Linked DNA regions of Gossypium hirsutum: region 1 is linked to region 2. Evidence: chromatin contacts called from public Hi-C data. All regions are on one chromosome and are shown on one strand. The core of a region is the stretch at or near the end of the contact, and the rest is flanking DNA. Distances in the headings are between cores, read along the strand shown.

Evidence for each region. Hi-C and Micro-C count contacts between places; a contact is called where the count stands out from the background.
Region 1: a Hi-C map of leaf shows a contact between it and region 2, with 1.9 times the contacts expected there. The contact joins the promoter of LOC107948960 here to the promoter of LOC107948974 in region 2. A contact is called at or near these places in 2 of 34 Hi-C or Micro-C datasets (both in leaf).

Annotation. Positions count from the first base shown.
Region 1 is chrA04:79,153,700-79,159,513 of Gossypium_hirsutum_v2.1, forward strand. It overlaps LOC107948960 (pentatricopeptide repeat-containing protein At1g59720, chloroplastic/mitochondrial), which reads right to left and starts at 4,169. Exons shown (of 1, transcript XM_016883640.2): 1 at 1,866-4,169. The coding sequence starts at 4,169. The coding sequence ends at 2,334. LOC107948961 reads left to right here. Exons shown (of 3, transcript XM_016883641.2): 1 at 1-370; 2 at 467-758; 3 at 1,739-2,282. The coding sequence ends at 1,776.
Region 2 is chrA04:78,885,732-78,891,501 of Gossypium_hirsutum_v2.1, forward strand. It overlaps LOC107948974, which reads right to left and starts at 1,749. Exons shown (of 4, transcript XM_016883658.2): 1 at 1,229-1,749; 2 at 819-888; 3 at 631-721. The coding sequence starts at 1,558. The coding sequence ends at 672.

The sequences.
Region 1 (5,814 bases), core at 2,919-5,418, 270 kb after region 2:
TGCTTCCAACCAGCCCTTTTTACTTGGGATGACGGGTCGAAAAGTGATTCAGACACTGCCTAGGAGGCTCGACTCGTCAGTCGAGTGGGAACCCATTAGAGAAGGGTGTGAAGTCAAGCTCAAGACTCGGTACGGGAACTTTTTGAGAGCTAATGGAGGGTTACCACCTTGGAGGAACTCGGTGACTCACGATATTCCTCATAGGACCGCTACTCAGGATTGGGTGTTGTGGGATGTGGATATTGTGGAGATTCAAGAGAAGCCCTCAGCGAATATTCAACACCCTCCTCCCATTCCTCACTCAGATTCATTGGACTTTGATTCACCTTCTTCAATTTCAGGCAAATCTGCCCACTTTTCAAGACAAGAGGTTTGAAGATCTCAACTTTAAAAAAAGAATCTAACTCTTGGATCATTTGGGTTGTTTTTAATGGTTTGATTCAATTTACATTTTTTTTATTTGTAGTCAAGTGATTCTTATGTGGGTTCCCCACCAAAATCCGAAGGAAGGACAATATACTTCCATGTTGCAGATGACAGTGGGGAGGTTGATGATGAGGCAATTGAAGGGTACTCTTTTAGTTTCAAGGGTAATGGTGTGGATGAACTGGCTCATAAATTAAAAGAAGAGTCTGGCCTTGAGGATGTTGTGGTGTGTACTCGGAGTCCTTTGAATGGGAAGCTCTTTCCTCTTCGCTTGCAACTTCCTCCCAACAATGCTGATATGCATGTTGTGTTAGTTCCATCAGCATCAAAAGGTTAGACGTCTCTTTCAGCTGCTCTGGTTTTTATATTCATCCTAATTGCATATGCATTCCTTTGGTTATTTCTTTTTCTGTTCATATAGCATTTGTGTTCTATTTGGTGATTGCAACTTGCAACGTCAAGAATTTGCAAATGTGATTTTTTTGTGTAGATCCAAATGCAACATCTTCTCAATCGTGTCACCAAATATATGATGTAGCATTAAGAGTTGAGGTTTTATAATCAGTACTCGAAACATTTCTAGCTCAAAATGAACTGCCTTTTCATTCTTGTCGTAAGCACACATTATCTTAAGTGATTTTTCATGTAAATGGAATTGTTGGACGTTGGACCTTTGCTAGTTTAAAATTTTGTTTTGGGGGTTTAATTTATGTACCTAGGATTCTTGATCTTGAGTTTTTGGTAGCTTGCCAAATTCGTAGTCGGCGTTGTTATCTTTGTGATTGATTTTATTGCTCATATACAATTAACCGTACTAAATGGAGGGTATTTTAATGCTATACGGCTAGTTTTTGAGAACAACATTTTGTGGGAGAATTAGCCCATATGATGTGCCATTAGGCATGCTAAACTGAGTTAATCTACTGCATAAACTAAACTCTGGTTTTGTCACCAGTATGATGTTGCACTAGTCTACTAAATAGAAAGTTAATATACTTCAAAAACTAAAATGAGTTGTTTCATCCTTTGGACAATTTTGTTTTTGGAAATTATTGTATGAAAGCCAATTATATAAACTTGTCATGATAAACCTAAATTTTGATCGGAATTAGCTCAATTGTATATAACCCTTGATGCAAGGGTCTGATATGAACATGCTTAACAGTTTTATTAATGAGCACTGTATCTCATTAGGTAAATATATCAAGTACCCCTATACCATTTTATTTATGGTTAGTCTTTCGGTTTTGTTTCACATTACATGGTTTCTAATGATCTATGTGACTTATCTTTTGGTACATTTTTTTTCCAGTGGCAAGAGACTTTGTAAAACAAGGAATAAATCCATGAGCTACATTGAGGGAATGTCATAGGTGTTTCAGAATCAACATGCTTTGTACATCCTACTCAGACTCTTCAAATATAAGCTAGAAGTTTTCATCGAGTCTCCTACATCCCACTGCGGTTTTTCCAACGATAAGTTGGGTAAAGTTCAGTATCGAGTAATGTTCCTGCCATGAAAGAAGGTAATCATTTCAAGCTTTTCGAATTCAAGCTATAGATGATCTGATTGCTTCTGTTCTAACTTCTCGCAGTTTTTAATTTTGCTCCCTTATGGCCTTGTAGAGTTATTTTTGTTACAATTTGTTGCACGCTTCTTGAATTGAATTATTGAGAGGATGTTTTCAACTCCTTCTCTGTGAACTTGAAATAATTATGTTGTTATTGCCATCTGGAACATAAAACTTGTACAGCAGACTGCAGAAATCAAGTGGCCTCAAGCATTGTAAGAATGGCATCATCCATATGAAAACTTAATGTTGCCACAAATAATAAAAGGTGACAGATTTCATTGACATGTGCATTATGTAATTTACTTGTTACTAGCTATACACTTGGAACAATTATCACCAATAATCCGAGCATGAGCAGAAGCCATCTTTAAAGTGATGAAATCTGGCACGATCTCGTACTATAATCTCGACATTGAAAACTCTGGAGATCAGTTTCGTTACCTCATGACAGTCATTGCATACCCTAAGGTTTTTAAAAATACGTATTGGCATACCTGGTTGCAACTTCAAAAGCCCCAAAGCAATGGCTAGTCTTTCACTGTGCAGCTTAAGGGAATGTTGTTTAGTTTCATTAAGTTCGTCGATCATAGGTGCTTGTGAATAGTCAGGTGAATAACCAACCGATTCTACTTTTTCATCAATCACCTTTAGCATCTGGTATATTTCTTTAGTTTGAGGATGAGACGTATCTCCTGCAAAGAGTTCATGAGCAACACCATTGATCTCGATCGAGCTGCATCCAGGCTCTTTCTTTATGCCTTTATCGGTCATTAATTTCCTTACCAATCCAACATCATCCCACCTACTAGCTGATGCATAAACTCTTGATAACAGAACATAAACACCACTGCCAATGTCTCTATCCGATTCAACGACTTGCCTGGCCAACTCTTCACTTAGCTCAACACTTGTATTCTTCTTAGAACAAGCATCAAGAAGGCTTCTCCAGATGACTGCATCAGGTCTCATAGGCATCGTTGATACAAGGCCAAGAGCTTCATCAATAAACCCTGCACGGGCTAGAAGATCAACCAAACACCCATAGTGCTCTAATGCAGGTTTAATCTTGTAATCAATAACCATCATGTCAAAATACAGACGACCTTCAGAAACCATGCCTTTATGATTACAAGCACTCAAAACGCCAGTGAACGTAATGGAATTTGGTCTGAAACGCTCTGTCCTAATCATTTTATCAAAACATCTAATTGCTGCCTCAGCTCGACCATGCATTGCAAATCCTCGGATCATATGATTCCATGAAGTTAAATCACGTTTTGGCATCCTCTTAAAAACCTGGTGAGCTAATTCTAAAGACCCACATTTGCAATACATATCCACCAAAGAATTGTTGATGAAAACATCAATGGACAAATTAAAATCACACTTCTTCAACAAATAAGCGTGAACCCACGCACCCAAAGAGAAAGCCCCAAGACCAGCACAAGCAGTTAGAATACTTTGCAGTGTATACCCATCAGGATCGAACGTATTCCGCATTTCCCTGAACAGATTTAGAGCAATATTGAACTTACCAAACTGAACAAAACCTTCAAGCAACACATTCCAGGAAACCAAGCTTCTTTCAGGCATTTTAACAAACACTTTTTCAGCCAAGTCCAGAAACCCGCAACTTGCATAGAAATGAATCAAACTGTTATTTACATAAACATCGGAACCGAACCCATGTTTCAAAGCATGGGCATGAACTTGTATCCCTTCAGATACATCAAACAAGTAAGCACAACCTTTCAAAACAAATGGAAAAGTATGCTTATCAGGAGAAACCAGAGCTTGCTCTAGCATCTCGAAATAAAGCCTCATGGCTTGTTCTTTGTTGTTAACATCATTGGCACAGGCTCTTATAAGTGTGTTCCACATGAAGGAATTGGGGTTTTGAATTTGATTGAAAAGTTGAAGAGCGTAGTTTAAGTCAAGGAAGGAAGAGAAATGAAGAAGCTGAGAGTATAAAAAGAAGGTTTTTGGATGGTACGGTGAAGTGGAACGAAGGGTCAGGGCGTGGATTTGTTTGAGCTGAGAGATGTGGGTACATTGTTTCAAAGAATTGAGGATGCGACTGTGGGGGTCAAATGAAGGAGGGTTTGGGATGTTGATGGCTTTAGATGGAAGAAGCAGAGGAGGTGGACGTGGCGCTGTTGCAAGCGCCATACTTCGTCGTAAGAGTAGGTAGTTCAGTTCCAACTCGGAATTAAGAGCGGATGCTTTGAGTGGCTTTCTAATGGATGACAGGTTTCCGGGAACCCCCCAAAACAAAAACGAATCTTGATATTTCAGTGGTTGGGCTTGTTAGGCCAGATATGTAGTAATGGTGGATGAAAAGTGCCAAGTTGAAGGCCTAAGTTGAAAAACAAAATTCAAGAGTGTATCAACAATTGCAAACTTTAGGGTTTAATTTAAAAAAAAAAGTTGAGGTCGAATGTAAAAATAATTGTTAAATTCAAGCTCAAAAAGTGATTTAATCTTAAGATAAATTATATTGATTGATCATCTGAATCACCCATCTATTAATTAGTAATGGAAAAATTATGTGTCCCATTCTTAGTTAAATAAGACAATTTCAATTCATCTATATATAACATGGTAGGTTTGTCCGAGAACTGGGTTAGTTGCCCAATCTTGATGGTTCACTCAAACTTGAAGGGTTTAAAAAAAATATTAAGCTTAAAAAATGGGTTTGGGTAAGAAATTAAGTTTATTTTAAGTATTGGATAAGCTTAGACTCTAATATTCAACGCTCAAGCCTAATCCTACTCGACCCACTTTCAAGTTTATAATATATTATTATTTTCTTTTCTCTTATGTATTATGTGATTTATCATATATAAAAATAAATATACTATAATGTAAATATTAAAAAATATGGTAAATTGCTTTTTTTAAATAATAAAATATTTATCTTAGTAAAGGCTGAGATCGTAAGTCCTTGGGTACCCAAATTCTAGACTTTTAACAACATGAAGTATATGTTTCCACCCCAGCATTTGAGGATCTAATGACAGAGTTGGTCGCATTGAAGCAAACAGGGCCTGTTGAACAATTCAATGAAGAATTTGCAAGTGTACTCAACCAGCTTTCCCTTTCTAATTCATATACCTTAAGCATTTTTCTTAGTACTTTAAGTTGCTTAAGCCAAAGAACTTAATTGATGCCCTTCACATGGCTAGGCAAGCAAAACCTGAAGTCCACACTAACTAGAAATGAAACTACACTACTTTGCATAAATCTGCTAGTAACTATCATGAATACTAACTCTAAATCACATTATAATCCTAGTCAGTTCTTTCAGAGTATAGCCAATCCTAAAACTAATTACTCTCCAAATCAGTCTTCTCAGAGTACAAGTAAATTTTTTGGTTTTAATCATTCTCAAACTGTTACCAAACCTACCTTTACCAATGTTCCCATACCTAATACCAAATTTCCTAGCCTTACTAAAATTGAGGATCAAAAAATAGGGTTATGCTTTTGTTTTAGGGTTCAATGTAGTTACGAATATACATGTACTAGATCCCAACTCTATTATATATTGTTAAAAGAGAGCGATAGGGAGAATGAGTCCGAGTCATTTGTAGATTGTTCAGATGATCTTGAACCTTGATGTCTGGGATGGTGGTACATGAAATAATTTGAGTCTGAGTAATTTGAGTTTGCCTGTTTGAAAATAATGTCAAACAATGATAGCCATAGTTAAAGGGGGGTTGAAGTTTTACTAGGGATTGAGCAAAGAATTCCTTAGCAATGTCAAAGAGGTTCACTTCTCTACTAATTTTTTGGTGTTACCTTTAAAGGGATG
Region 2 (5,770 bases), core at 499-2,998:
ATTCATCTTTAGTCAAGTAAATCCCATTAAACAAGTGCTATTCATATCAGGCCTAGTAAAGTGTTCTATGAGTGGGATAAGGGGAAAAATAACAGGTAATCCATGGCTGGCTCAAGCACAATAACCAATGTCCCCGAATGACATAAAACAAACATCATCTAACAGAAGAATATGAATTTAGGTACAAAAATAGTCTAGACTGATCATAGTCCAAACCTACGATATAAATAGTTTCATCACAGAACATGTGCAGATTTGGGTGAAATTGTAGCAAATAATATGAAATAAATAGATTATAAATTATCCATGCTCAATGATTACATAACAGGACCAAGTCCTAAACCTAAGAATATAAAATGTGCAACTTCAGCACTCTCTGGTGAAATACACACCCAAAAGTCAGGGATAGAGACTTAATTGTGTGACCAAACTAGCAGCAACAGAACTTATGACTATTATTTATACAATCTTCAGCGCAGTGAAAAATGCCAGCTAAACAAATGGACCAACGTTGAGCAATGAGGCACTCACAGCTCTAAATCTTATAGGATTATTCTTATACATCATTCACAGCAGTGAAGAACACAAATTAATGAAATGAAGACCACAGCAGAGCAATAAGGAACTCACGATTCTAAATGTTCGAAATGCAGAGACCAAGTATGTTAAACTCAAGAATCACCCTTGATTTCATCCGAATCTGAATCACTCGCATTATAACCTGATAAAAGACCGACCACAGCAAACAGAAAAAAGCAAACAATTAGGAAATTATCACTTACAAGGTGATGAAGATACTAATATTTACAGAGGTGAACCTGGATGCTTATCGCTGACTTTCCAAACAGAAGACCGCAGCCTCGACGCCCTTGTCATCCAAATTCTTCCCTATAATACCAATACACCGAAGCTAAACTTAGAAACAAAGACAAACTTAGTTGGAAGAAACAAAATGAGAAATAAGATAAACTAATCCAAAAACCCTGTTGCTGCTTCTAGTTAATCTTGGAACCTAAGAAAATAGAACAAAAGCTCCAAACTTCATCTTGTAATGAATTTTATACAGCAAAACGGCAAATTCTTAAAATTCATTAGTAAATATGTATTGCATTTTCCTAAGCAACCATAAATTCACAATAGCAAAGCATAAACCCTAAACCCAGACAAAAGTGAAATTAAAAGGGAAGTCTTTAGGAACCAAATAAGGGGGAAAAGAAAAAGGAGAAACCTTTTGGGCATCCCGGGGAACCCCATAACCGCTATAATACATTTGACCCACAAGAACCTGCATGTTAACGTCCCCGGCTTTGGCTTCCTTGAGAGTATCTTTGAACCAACGTTTAACGCAATCGGAGACGACTTCGGAAAGTGGGAGGCGTTGACTGGCACTGGAGCTCTCCATCTTCTTCTTGGAATTGGGTTTGTTGTCTTCACTTATAATCCGCCGGTTCAGAGTAGTGGGTTTTGGGTTTTTCCCAGTTGTGTTAAGATGGTGGGCGGCGCCGGTAACCTTTGCGAGATGTTGAAGCTTGGTTGCGCCGGGCAGCGATTTTCCCATAAAATAAATTGAAAACCTAAAGACAGAAAAAGTATGTGAATGAGATGTGTGCGCCTTTAAAGAAAGGGAAATCAGTTAAACTTTTTCCCCCCTAATTATATATTTTAATTAATTATTTTGGTCATAAGAAATTAACTCAAATTGTTTAGAAAACTTTTCATTTTTTTAACTTTCTTGTTATATTTATTTTTTTAATACAATGTCTATTACTACTCATAACCCATCTCCAATAGACCTGTCCATGGGTCGGGTTTGAGTCAAGTCTTAACAAAATTTTAGACTCATTTGATAGGTTTAGCCCGAAAATGGGCCTAAAATTTTACTTAAATTCGACTCGAATAAAAATACTAAAAATAAGACCCGACTTGACTTATCCATATTAAATTTTTATATAATTTTTAAAATATATATATAATACATCAAAAACACTAAAAATATTAAAATAAATATTTTCCAACCAATTGAAATAAATTTAAAAAAAATCTTTATACTTAAATAACACTAACATAAGTGCAACTTAACAAGCAAATGTCTTCAAAATTGTAGCAAAATTAACATTAAAATAAAAGTTATACAATATTCAAACAATATCAACAAAATAGTATCAATAAAAAGTGAAATGACAACAAAACAGTGAGAAAACAATAAGAAAACAACATATTTTTTTCTTTTTGTAAATTTGGGTTGAGTTCGTGTCGAAGACCTATATTTTTGCCCAAACCCTCCTACTTTTCGGGCCAGGTCAAAAGTTTACTCTGCAACCTTTAAATAGAAAGATAATGCGTTTCAACGCATTCGAACCCAAATTCTCGTACACTGACAACAATATTTCACTATGTTTTTAACATGATATTACATTTAACTTTTATTCTTCAAATTTGAATATTTATTATTTTTTTCTTAAATATTTTACTTGAGTTTGAATTCGATAATTAGTAGATCAATTAAATATTTCATTTTACAATTATAAAGAATGATTAGACATTTTATTTGAGCTACGATTTAAGATTTTATAGATCACTCGTGATGTTATTTTTAATGAAATTAAAAACAATAATGATAATAATTTAATTATTTTAACAATAAAATTAAATATTATAATAGTGGTATTAAAATTAATGATGAAATAGGCGGAAATTTTAACAAGTAGAGGGGAAGTGAAAATTTTGATCATTACACCCTGGTGGAGTATATGTTTTGATAATATGATGAGTAAGAGTGGGGCAGGTAGGTAGCTAAAAAGGGTCATCACTAGTTCAAATTTATTAACTTAGTGTTCATGACAGATGAACACACTTAAAGCCAAACAACCTGTAAGCCTCACAGTAGACAGTCAGCTTCAGCCCACCAGAAGTAATAAAGGTGAAATTTTTATTGCAACAGTGGGGGTACAGACTTCAGAGACACACTACAAGTAGGACACTTTTAAATACTGCCAAAGATGTAGTTTAGTAATCTAAAATAAGGATAATGTAATTTTTGGTCCATGAATTTAATAAATAGATTCATATTGATTTTTAAATTTAAAAATTATTATTTATTTAAGTCCATTTTATTAATGATTATGATGAAAAAGGGGTAATGTAACTTTTGACTTTTGAACTTAAAAAGCAAGCTTCGTGGTTTTTGAATTTGACAACTAAATTCACTTTGGTATTTGTATTTTTTTATTTACTTTGAACTTGACAATTAGATCTATTTAGATCACTCAACTTGAAAAATCTAAAAGTTTGATGACGTGACACTCTGAGTTTGAAAAATAATTTTTTTTAGATAATGATGTGATACAATCTTAAAGTGTCATATTCAATATTTTAATAACCAAACCAATGGTTGAACATGTTAGACCATTAGTTCTCAATTCAACCAATTCAATTTAATTCGATCGTTAGACCAAATAATAATTAAATAAATAATTAAAATATCTAAAAAAAGTAAAATATATATGAATCTTAACTATTTATTTAATTATTGTTGATTTGACAGTTGAATCAATCGAACTAGTTGAATGTGACACAATTTCAGAGTGTTACATTATCAAACTTTTAGATTTTTCAAGTTTAAGGATCAAAATAGACTTAATTGTCAAGTTTAAGTGTCAAAGTGAACCAAACAAAAAATATAAGTATTAAAGTGAACCTAATTGTCAAGTTTAGGGGCAAAAAGTTACATTTTTTTTTTACATTCATTAACATAATAGGCTTAAATGAATAATATTTTTTAAGTCAGGGTCAAAATAAATAAATAAAATTAAGAATAATATAAACCACTTGGTAAAGTTGAGTAGGCAAAAGCCTCTACAAAATGCAATTGAAAAAATGTCTGTTCACCTGCCCTTCACTCTCAAATGCATATGGACGGGGGTCTACATTCGGCCGGTAATTATCAATGTAAACCAAATAAATCGAACCGATCTTAGGAAGCTAAACCAAATAAAAAAAATTCTGTTCCATTTTTAGCTTTTCTTTTAGTTGGAAAAAAAATTCTAATTAAGTTACTTATAATTTCTTTTACATAATTATCTTCTTTATTTAATTTAGTATATCTATTATATTTATTTTTTTTATTTTTATTTCAAATTCATTATAGAAAATATTAAAAATTAAATCAACAATTGTAGTGAACTCAAAAATTATTTATTTTCTTACATGATTAACATACAATTTCCATGTCTTCTTCTGTTCTTGATAAATATATATCAATTTGGTTTGTTTATATATTAAATAATAAAAATTAAAAGAAATATCATAAAAATTTAAATTATCAATTTGAATTTTAAATATTAAAGGGCATTGGGTTTTAAAATTTAATGAATTTAAGCTTTTTGTTATAAATAAATGTGAATGTCCATATTCTAATACCTTATTTATGACATAAAACCTCCGATTCATTATGCAATGTTTAACATATGCGTTAATGTCTCAAAGAAATTTATTGAGTTTTAAAGATATTCGTCTTAATAGATATCATATTGAGACTATGAATGAGAAAAATGTTGAATATCTATATATTACAAATGTTAAATGTGGAAAGAAATATGTTTTGGAGAGGCTACCTGCTTTTTCATCAGGTTTATATTATACACATATTAGTGCAATTGAGTCACATGTTACTACAAATCAAAAGTTTGTAGAACCGTATACTTTTACTATTTGGCATGACCGATTAGGCCATCCCGGATTTATTATGATGCGAAGAATCATCGAGAATTCAATTGGACACCCATTAAAGAACCAAAAGATTCTTGAATTCAAGGATTTATCTTGTGTCGCTTGTTCTCAAGGAAAATTGATTATTAGACCATCACCAGCTTAAGTTGGGATTGAATTTACCTTATTTCTGGAACGTATTCAAGGTGATATATGTGGGCCCATTCATTCACCATTTGGGCCATTCAGATATTTTATGGTATTAATAGATGCATATAGTAGGTGGTTACATGTGTGTTTATTATCGACTCGCAACCTGGCATTTGCGAGACTACTTGCTCAAATAATTCGATTAAGAGCACAATTTCTAGATTATGCAATCAAAACTATTCGTCTTGATAATGCTGGTGAGTTTACATCCCAAGCTTTTAATGATTATTATATGTCAATTGGGATAAAAGTTGAACATCCTGTAGCTCATGTTCATACACAAAATAGTTTAGCTGAATTATTTATCAAACGCCTCTAACTAATAGCTCGGCCATTGCTCATGAGAACAAAACTCCCTGTTACAGCTTGGGGATATGCTATTTTGCATGCAACAAAACTTGTGCGCTTAAGGCCAACAAGTTATAATAAGTACTCTCCAATACAATTGGCTTTTGGTTAGGATATTTCCCATCTTAGAATTTTTGGATGTGCAGTATATGTTCCAATTGCTCCACCACAACGCATAAAGATGGGTTCTCAAAGGAGGTTGGGAATATATGTTGGTTATGAATCTCCTTCTATAATTAAATATGTTGAACCATTAACTGGAGATTTATTTACTGCACGATTTATTGATTGTCATTTTGACGAAACAACATTCCCAACATTAGGGGAAGAGAAAATACAACTGGTAAAAGAAATTACATGGAATGGATCATCATTATCTCAATTAGATCCTCGTACAAGTCAATGTGAACAAGAAGTTCAAAGGATTATACATTTTCAAAATATTGCCAATCAACTGCCAGATTCATTTACTAACCTAAAGAGAATTACAAAATTTCACATACCA